2 separate regions of the Gossypium hirsutum genome follow, and region 2 is linked to region 1. Evidence: chromatin contacts called from public Hi-C data. All regions are on one chromosome and are shown on one strand. The core of a region is the stretch at or near the end of the contact, and the rest is flanking DNA. Distances in the headings are between cores, read along the strand shown.

Region 1 (4,991 bases), core at 591-3,090:
AAAAAATGCTTTCAAGACTTAAATTGGTTAAGAAATTAACAAAAATAACATATAGAAGTCACCTATAGTGATAAGGACTGCTAAAAGAAAAGAAAACAAACCTTAAGAATGATATATAGTAAGAAAGTAGCTCTTCATTGCGGAAGTCAAATGAATAAGTTATTAGGTAGTTAACATGTTCATTACTGAACATATAGTCTGCAAAAATTTCACAAGGAAGATCAATAAAATCGTCCAACAGTGTTAGAATCAACTCAAAAGACCAAGGAACTACAAATTTTGGTTTTTTCTTTCAACAACCAACTTACATATGGCATGTTCTCTTCTTAGGTTTTGAATCAAAATGCTTATTGTTTGAAGTAACTGAAGAGAAACTGTCACAGTTCTGCTAATATTCAGTATACGTACGAACTCTCCCATGACTTGCTTCTCCATGAAAAACCTGCAGGGAGAATGTACGACATAAAAGTGCTGAACCAGGAACATGAATCATATAGGTAGTAAGCATGAAGAAACCTTACTCGAAAAAGGAAGAATCATGTTGATCACCATATGTCAACAACTCCGCAATAGATCTCAATGCCTCAATAACGAAATCCTTCATAATGGATAAAAATATGACGGCAGATGATACAAGGCAAATGACAACTGCAGTAATAACAATAGTATGAAGTATGATTCTATTACCTTATTAACATCATTAACAATTTGAACTTTCTGCAACTGGTTCGTTAAATATCTGCACACCAGGAAACACAACAATTAATCTAAAAGCACGATTTCAAATTCAAAGATACAAAAGTCCAACCCACATTTCCGGAGCAATCAAGCTGCTCTTCAACTTTTGTCTTGGAAACATGAATATATCCATTAGTATCGAAGCTCTAACAACTATTGATTTAAGGTGTCCAACAGCTAAAATTCAACCAGAAAAATATTACATGCTTGTTCAAGGAATTCCAAAGCAACATTTCAGTATCATCAAAGCTATATGAATCTTACCAATATAAACGAAATTAAAATAATAAAAAAACATTAAATTTGACTTCTACACGGGGAATCATTGCGCATACTATTCAATATTCATGTAACATTTCACATTTAATTCACTGTTTGGTAGTCAACTTCACCGAGTGCATTTTTTCTATAAAATTGATATAAAAAGCATAAGCAATTTGAAACACAATAGTTCCAGTGAGAAGTAAAAATTATTCAATTTTTTTATATTTACAGAACTTACACAAGTCTATATTACTGAGAAAAACCGAAGCTTCACAATCAATTTCTACAGTTAAAGTTTCACAGCAGCACTGACGAGAAATTACCGAACTCAAATTCAAATTTATCAACAATACGAACTTAAATTGTTGAAGACGAACAGAGATAATCCCCAAAATTACAAAAAAAAAGAGAGAGAGAGAGAGAGAGAGAATAATTCAAACGATTGACAAAAAAAACAATAAAATAAAATAAAACCTGAGTTCGTCTAAGGAGAATCGATCTCTGGATCTCCAAAAGGAAAACCACATGATTGGCTCCTCAAACTTGAGAATTTGGCTCAACACGATTCATTCTTGCTCCGCTGTGCAAATTTTATTCTCCACTAATAATTCCAATAAAATTTTGCTTCAATTTCCTCAATTTTGATCAAAATAAACTTCAATGGATCTCGATCGAAGAGAAGTTGAGTCAGAAAATCAAGAAAAATAATTTTAAAAAAAGACACGCACACAAACACTTTTTTTGGTGTAATTCCTTGCACAAAAGTGGAATAGAAATTAAAAATATGCAGGTGGTTTGAGATTAATAATTATTATTATGAATTTTTTTTTAACCTTTTGGCTAGAAAAGCCGAGAAAGCCTTTGATGAAGTGAAGGCGGAGCTAGCATTCGATATGGGTTACGAGTCGGGTCAAACAAGTACCGGGTGGACCAGGCCCAATAATTTGTTGGGTTTATCCTTCGGTTCTCAATTTTCCAATTGAAGCCCGCAAAAGAATGAAAGCTGAACAAGTGATGAGATAATGAAAAAGGTAAACTACTCAAGGTTATTAAACCATTAGTAAATTTATATTTTGGATACTCAATTTAAAAAGTTATAAAATGATTACTTAACTATTCGAATGTTTTTATTTAAATTACTGAACTATTAAAAGTTTTTACTTAAGTCACTCGATTGTTAAGGTTTTCTTTTTTAAATTTGGCTAATGAGCCCTAAGTGATATTCGACAATTGAACGATAATAAGTACCCATCAACAAGTAAAAAAATTCATCTTAGATCCAAGTCGATGTTGAAAAAGATCCGGTTTGAAAATGAATTTCTTACACAGCGAAAAATTAAATTTTGAAAATCAACTTGGTTTGTGATATTTTTAGCAATAAACCCTAGACCGAAATTGTACCTGTGTTTTCTGATAAGCGAGTCCTCAATGTCTTTCAAAATTTAACCAAACTATCTTCTCTCCTATTCTTGTACCACGAACTGCTTCAGATGTGGGCTCGAATTAATTGAATCAAAAAGATAGAACTAGAAAAAGTTTTTTTTTGTGAAAACAAAAATTCTCTCTTCTTTAATTGAAACCGGTAAAATTGTTATTCTGAAAAATATATATATTTAATAGTAAAGAATAAATTCTCTCTATTTTTCGGCAGAGTAACAATCTCTTAAAGTTGTGTGTTAATAGGTCTATCGGTATCTATTTATAGGAATAAAAAGTAGAACTTTTGTTAAATTGTAGAGGTTTATTTCAAATAGAAAAACTAACTTCCTACTTAGAGTAAGATTAGGATGAATGACATCCCCTAATATTCCTACTAGGGTTGCCGCCCCCTCATATCCATGAAGAGTTTTTTGGGCCTCTCTCATATTGGGTCCAATTACAAGTACTTCATGAACTTTTCAACCCAACACTTTGTAATTTGATCCAACCCGATTCTATTTTTCTATTTCTCAAAATAAATTTTAATATTTTATATTAAATAATTTTCTTATCTCAATTTTACCCCCAACAAAATTATGACGATTTTACCCCTAGTAAATTTTTCAAGAGAATATGTTTAATATTTCACCATTCAACATGTTCACTATGACTGAATGATTTATTTTCATTTTTGGGCTTTAAAATAGCTCAAAAATATAAACTCATTCTTCCGATCATTCTTTAGTAATCCATGTACATTTGCAAATGTATCATTTCTCATTTTCGTTTCTATTTTCATTTCCATTTTAAGAAACTTACATTCATTTCCAAATAATTCCATTTTTCTATTTCGGAGAAAACCATAATTATTCTTGAATATTTCCCCTTTCTCAATTTCTAATTATTCCATTCATTTTGATTCAAACACACAATTTATTTCTGGTTTCAATAAGCTAGCAAAAGGACCGATTGGACATATGCAATTAGGGCTCAAATAATTTATAATTGAGACTTTTTGCATATTAATTATAAACTCATTTAGTCACAAAGTCATTTCACTATAGTATCATAACTGAGTTCTCCCTAGCGACATACTATTACGAAAGCAACTACTTAGTACTTGACCTTGTCATAAATGTGTTACCCTCATAGGACATCATTGATCTCTTTAGGATAATATCTGTTCTCCTAATATGATCCTATGTTATCTCATAGTAACAATTACATATTCCTTCATGAAAATTCAATTAGTATAAAATAGTAATCGAGTTATCCATCACAAAGATGAATGACTCGTGGTCATGTTTACTTTTCATCAACCATGTAATATCAATGAAATGATATCATTTACTCACATCTCAAACTATGAATTCCACATTGTGAATGATGCTACATACCGCAGAAGTTGTACACCCAACGCACTAGCTTTCGATTTCTTATTTATTTGAACTTAGGTTTTTACTTACATCAAAGTGTACGAGTCACAAATAAGTAATTTGTCGTCTACTTAGGATTTAGGTATGCCATACTATGAATGTCACATGTGAATAAATCCATAAATGGATTTAGGATTTATTATTCTTGGGTCTTATCCGATATCCAGTCAGTCATATCTATGTCTTTATCTTCTAAGAGTCATCTGCTTCGATACCCAAGACAAAACATCTCCCCAATTGGATTTGATAGACGACATATTAGTCTTTCAATAAGTTTACTCATTTACAATTAGACTAAGAACATGTTTAAGTTTGTTTACAAATATAAGTTATCTTTTTATATTACGATCCGACAACGTAATACCGCTTAATATTTGTTAAACACTATACAACCAATGACTAGCATTTGCTTCCATTTTGCTTTGTGTGCAAAAACCACGTGAGGACAATATATAAACTATTAATGTAATTCATGAATAATTTTATTAACCAATCTGTTCAAAAAAATTACAAGTACAAATTGACGAAAATACTATACTTAGAGCATCAAATCTAATAATTGGTCTAACGATCAGTGTTGGAGATTGAAAAAAAAAATTGAATTTTTGTTAGCAAAATCATGACATTGCAAGCGGTGTGAACAGAAAGACTATACAACAACGATTTTAACAAACTAATGACTTTAACAAAATTTTTGAATAATTCAATGACCATTTTGTAACTTTTTGAAGTTAAATGATCAAAACATAAACTTATTAATAGTTTGAGTGTAGTTTAAAAATTTAAAATTATAGTCTCTATTCTTTTTGGATTTTAAAATTTTAATCTTGATACAAAATGTAGTAGTTAAATCTGTTTAGTTAAATTCTACTATTAGTTTTGCATAATGCGCTAAGTTGTGAATTCAATCCATATTTTTCACTTTGATCATTCTTAATCCCTATAAATTTCGAATTTTAAAATTTTAGTCTTAATATAACGTAACTTAATGCATTTAACAACTACCATCTAAAGTTAAAGCTAAAATTTCGAATTTCATAAAGTAAAAATTCTAAGTAAATGAACTAAATCCACAAATTGCATATAATACAAAGATCAAAAGCAAAATTTAACCAAAAAAATAAATTTCCGAGT
Region 2 (5,757 bases), core at 1,345-3,844, 38 kb before region 1:
AAATTTCAATGTTTAACTCAAATGGTTGCAATTAAATCTATTTGGTTAAAATATACTATTAGTCTATACAATGTGTAAAATTGTAGATTTGGTTAAACCGAGGAACAAACAGAACCAAAATTATCATAAATGGATCAAAAATCAAAAACCTGGTCAAATCAAATTAAACCCACCTTATGTAGGATACATAGTGTAATAGTATTAAAAAAATAGTATATGGCAATAAAAAATCAAGTGAAATCTAGCCTTTGGAAATTTAGTTTTTTTTTTAATTTTATTTTTTGAATCAATTTTTTGTTTTATTTCTTATGTCTATTTTATGGTCTATATTCGGGGTATTATTTTATATACAATTTATAGAGTTTTTAGATTCTACAAATATGATGAAAAATGTGACGTGTTTAATTTATTTATATATTTAATTTTTAAATTTTTTTATTATGTATAAGATACTTGTTACACCCTGAGTCGTGAAATTTAAAAAACTCCAAAAATTATGTAATTTTTCATATAATAATTGAGATTATGTGAAAAAACAAAATAAAATAATTGTAACATGCAATTTAAGAGAAACAAAATTTGGGCCTTTTCACTTATCCGACCCATAAAAAATCCATGGTAGGTCCAAACCTACTCCACCATGCTATGAACTTCAACACTCAATATATAAATAAATATATATATAATTAGTTTTTGAATTTGGTAATTAGATCCATTTTAATACCTATTTATAATTTTTTGTCAGTTTTGGTACATTATCTTGACAACTAGGTCCATTTTGGTCCTTGAACTTTGATTCTACAAAAAAAAAAATTGAGACATCACCACTTGAAAATAAAAAATAAAATCAGGTGATCACATGGCATAATCTTAAAGTGTCATATCATCAAACTTTTATATTTGTCATGTTCAAGGATAAAGATGAACCTAATTACCAAATTCAGGTACCAAAGTGGATAAAATGAAAGTACAAGTTCCAAGGTGAAACTAATAGTTACGTTCAAGGATTAAAAAATATATTAACCCAAAAAACGCTAAAATTTCCACATAAATCAATAGAAGAAAACAATTTAGAGGGAGGGGGAAAGGTATCTACATATTCAACTACTGAAGATCCACTTAATATTTTAGAGGACTCAAATAAAAGAAAACACTCAAAGAAAGGCTTGAAAAGAAAAGTGAAATCTGTTTAAAAATGAATTGGGCCTTGAACATTGCCCTTTTTTGCTAAATATTTCAGGGCCTTCTGTACAATGTCCTATAGTTGGAAAGGGCCTTTTATGAAATTCTACCTATATTTTGGGGTAAGTCCCAAACCTATTTATGACTTGGGCCAGCCCATGGAGAAGCCTAGGTGGGATGTTAATTTATATGCCTATTTTTCCGGTTAATATTCTATTTGGTATTTAAATTTGATTTCAATGTTCATTTTAGTATATAAGTTTTTCAATTTGATACTTTTTTTTTTCTATATTAGTTAAGTACATGAGTTTCACTTTAATGTTCAATTTAGTATCTGAGTTTGGTTTCACTATCCACTTTAATATCTAAGTTTTTTTTTTGTCTCAATTAAGTACCTATGTTTTTTTTTACTAAAGCGCATATATTAAACATTTATCGAGTCATAAGATATCATATGGTTTGAGAACCAAATTGAATATTAAAACCAAATTCAAGAATCTACACTATATTTACCATTTTTCACTTTCATTTGTCATCCCTTATATACATATTATATTTAACACATAATAAACATTAGAGATAACATTATTAAATAAAATAATCACAAATCTCCAAAAATTTAATTTTTATAAACCATAAAATCAGCATAAAACATACTTTAATTCTAAAAGGAAAAAAAAGCCTGATCTGTCTGCCCAATAAGTATACTATAATATGCTTGCAGCCTTTTAGGTTAATTAAATGATTTTGGTGGGCAATATTTTAACCAACCTCAACTGATTTTTAGGGCTACATCCACCCAATCTGATGGACTGTCTTTCTTCAGTGCTTTATAATAGCTTGTAGATTAATTTTGGTATTGCTTCATTATTCTGCTTAACAGGAAGTAAATTCTTTTTAGTTCTAAGATTTTTATTTGATATGATGATGGAGTTTTTTTTAAATTATTAAAAATTATTATATATCGGTAATTGAACCTCAATTTTCATGGACATTATTATCAATGTTGGAGGACATGAGTTCGACCCTGTGAAATAAAAATACAAATTCAAACATCAAAAAATACATTTAGAGTAAGTTTAGATGGACAATAAGGTACAGTGCGTTTAACTTACTTTTTTATCTTACACTATAATATTACTACAATATTTAATATTATCGCCATCGTTATTTTTATACTAATTGTAATTAAATGTAATACTCATCCAAACCTACCCTTATTATTATTTGATGTGGGATACAAAGGGAGGTTAAAAGAGAGTGGAATGAAATGCTAGCAATATGGCAAAAGAAAGTCCAAAAAGTAAGTATAATGTGAAGGAAGCAAAGAGACATTCCTTCAACCCTACCAAAAAGGGGATAAACAAAAGTGAAAAAAAAGCAGCCTATTCTCCGACAATACTATCTGCAACTTGCAAAGTCAATAATTACGACAATAGTGGGGTGGGGTCTCTATGCTTACTCCTTCACTCCTCACTCTATTCTCATATTAATTAATCACTAAAGTTATTGATCAAATATTAGCTCAATTAGTATGAGTATTGTTGTTAATAGAGGAAGCATAAGTTTAAGTGTATTGAAACGTATTATCTTCTTATTTATAAATTGGGGAGAAACTTTAGATAATTCTAAACATTATATAAAAAAGAACAGATATAATTCTAACCTATAATAATATTGTCAAAAAAAGTTAATAATCACGACAATAGTAGGGCGGGGTCTCTATGCTTACTCCTTCACTCCCCCACTCTATTCTCATATTAATTAATCACTAAAGTTTGTGCATCAATTTTTCTGAGTTGTAGATTTAGTTTATGTAATTTAATTTAGTTCATTTTGATTTTTTTTTAAATTTGAAAATTTAGTCTTCACTTATCTGGTAGCGATTAATTTGTTAAGTTAAATCATATTATTTTTAAAGTTATATGCGGTAAATATATTATCGCATGTGTAATATTTATCAACTTGATGTTTTCACTTAGTCCTTATTTAAAAAAGGTCATGTCATTTTAGTAATAAATTTGATGGCGGCCATTTGAGTCAGGATTGAGATTTTAAAATTCGAAAAGTATAGTTACTAAAAGTGATCAAAATAAAGTATAGTGTCTTAATCTATAACTTACACATGGTGTGGGACTAATGGAAAATTTTGACCTAGCGAATTTAACTGTTATTAGGAGTGTAAATAAGACATTGATTCTCATAAACTATAAGAGTTCAAATCGAAAAAAAAATAAATTCGATTTGGTAATTACCGAGTTGAAATTGAGTAGCTTGAGTTATTAATCAAGCTGAATTTGAGTATCATAATATTCGATTCAAACTACTCATGAGCCTTATCGAGGTTTTGATTTTTTAATATATTTTTTATTATGAAATTATATTCTACTCTTATTATATAGAAAGAAATTAAACAAATAAGATTAATCGAGCTTAATTGAGATAAATCTCGAGTGGCTCAATTAAGTTTCAAGCTTTCTTCAAGCTTAGAAATTGATGTTCAGCAGAGTTGAAGCCAAGTATTAAGCCTTAAATTTTGAGTCTATCTCGAGCTTGCTCCTATTCAAGTTTGGCTTGGCTCTACTGCACTTTAATTATTATATTTTGGGTCGATACTAAAATTTTAAAATTCAAAAAGTATAATACTAAAACCGAACAAATCAAATCGCAATACAATGCATAAATTAAACATATACATAGTACATAATTCTTAACCATCAAAATTTGCATTATTCTCATGCAAAATAGCAAATGAAAACAAAGGAAGAAAGGAGAGAAGGGTGAAAACAGAATCTAAGTACTTTCTCTTGAGAGTTGAATTGTTAGTGATGGGTTTTGCAGTGGCAAGGATAATCCATGTCGGGGAAACCTTGAAAAGGTGAGCCATCCACATATATATACACAATTTATAAGCTTAAAAAAATAAAAATAAAAAGAGCAAATGTGATGGGGTTTTATTTATTTGTGTCAGCTTGATAGGGCATGCGTTATTTCAAAACATCAAAACCCAGAAAAAAAAAACACCAACACTGTGCTGTGTTTTGCTTTGCTTCAATCATCAAGGAAAATTTGGTGCTTTCTTTTTGGCGTTTTCCCACATTCCTTTTTCCTGTTCCAAGAGGCTTAAGTAAGCCCCTCTCCTTATATTCCCCTTTTTGAATAGTTACTGTAAAAAAAAAGGTTAAATTATTATTTAGGATCTGACCTTGGCAACGACTCTCAAATTAGGACTTCAATTTTTTTTGTCCAAATTAGTCTCTAAACTTGGTAATTACTCCTATATTAGAGCTTGAATTAGGCAATTATTCCCATTTTGGGACTTGAACTTATTAACTATTCTCATATTAAAGTTTAGACTTTAGGATTTTCAAAAAAATATCAAAGGCTAACTTTAACAAAAATAAATTTAGACCCTTGTGTAAAAATAGTTACTAACTTCAGGCCTCAAAAAATATTTAACCCAATAAAAAACACTCAAATCTATTAAAAAAATCCTTTTTTTTTCTTTATTTCCTGTCATTGAGCACTTGGTAGGAAATTATTGTTTTCATGAGAGTCGTTAAAAGTTTAAAAAGGCACAAATGTAGGATACGAAAAGAGCTTTATTGATTCCCTCCTCAATATAATAATGAGAGTCGAATTATATTTTGTTTGTTTTACTTAAAAAAATTAATAAAGTAATTTCTATATGTTAATCACAGATCAAATTCGTTCTTTTGTTAAAAATTCTATATATTTTTATTGTTAAAAATCAGTCCATGTATATTAGCATGAGATAAGTATGGTATGTCATATGTCAGTGTCTGGTTATTTTGTCAGCCACACTTAACCATCTATTAAAAATTCCATCTATTTACACTATTAAAAACTAGTCACGCTGTAAAACTATATAAGGTACACGTAGCATGTCATATATCACTGTCTAGTTATTCTATCAATCATGTCAGTTTTTAACAATACAAATGGATGGAATTTTTTAACAAAAATAATCAACTTGCTCTTTTGTTTAACGCATGTGGATTTATTTTCCTATTTTTTGAGTAAACGGGGTAAAATGCAATCTGATTCCTAATATAAGGGCCTCCATAAGACTATTATCGGGACAAATCTATTTAAATCCACGATTGAATTTATCAATATAATTAAAAAATTCATGCATGTAAGTTTTTGAAACAATCTAATATATTTATTTATATAAATTGTAATTATAATGCAACTTAATTTTTTTATAAGAGGAGGCACAAGGCGTGTTCAACGATTGAACTCAAGATCTAATGTCAAACATAACTTTATTCAGTGGAAGTCCTTTTGCCATTAACTATAGGCTCAATTGACAACAACATATTATTGTGGCAAATCTTGACATTAAATTTTGGGGTTAATTAAACTATTTCAAAAAAAGGGTTTAATTAAAATTTTTAAAAATAAAACCTAGAGAACTAATGAAAATTAAAAAAAGAGAGTAAAGCCTTCGATAAGTTCATATTTGATACATTTTCAATAAAATATTTTATTTTTGACAAATTGATTTGAAATATTATTTTTTACAAATTTAAAATTTAATTTTTAAATTTT

The links. A called contact is a pair of places that touch in the nucleus more often than the background predicts.
Region 2: a contact with region 1 is called in a Hi-C map of leaf, with 1.7 times the contacts expected there. The contact joins the enhancer-like site here to the promoter of LOC107937193 in region 1. A contact is called at or near these places in 10 of 34 Hi-C or Micro-C datasets (callus, leaf and petal).

Annotation. Positions count from the first base shown.
Region 1 is chrA13:109,062,684-109,067,674 of Gossypium_hirsutum_v2.1, reverse strand. LOC107937193 (protein TRANSPARENT TESTA 9) reads right to left here and starts at 1,840. Exons shown (of 21, transcript XM_041085740.1): 1 at 1,477-1,840; 2 at 688-739; 3 at 522-598; 4 at 309-442; 5 at 102-198. The coding sequence starts at 1,529. It overlaps LOC121203563 (RING-H2 finger protein ATL43), which reads left to right and starts at 4,961. Exons shown (of 1, transcript XM_041085739.1): 1 at 4,961-4,991.
Region 2 is chrA13:109,100,673-109,106,429 of Gossypium_hirsutum_v2.1, reverse strand. No RefSeq gene overlaps it. Among protein-coding and RNA genes, the nearest start is that of LOC107953246, 14 kb to the left of the region's middle. Within about 2 kb of position 2,594, at least 3 of the 9 cell types and tissues checked have an H3K27ac peak or open chromatin away from gene starts, as enhancers often do. A contact at or near this core is called in leaf, where this site is marked.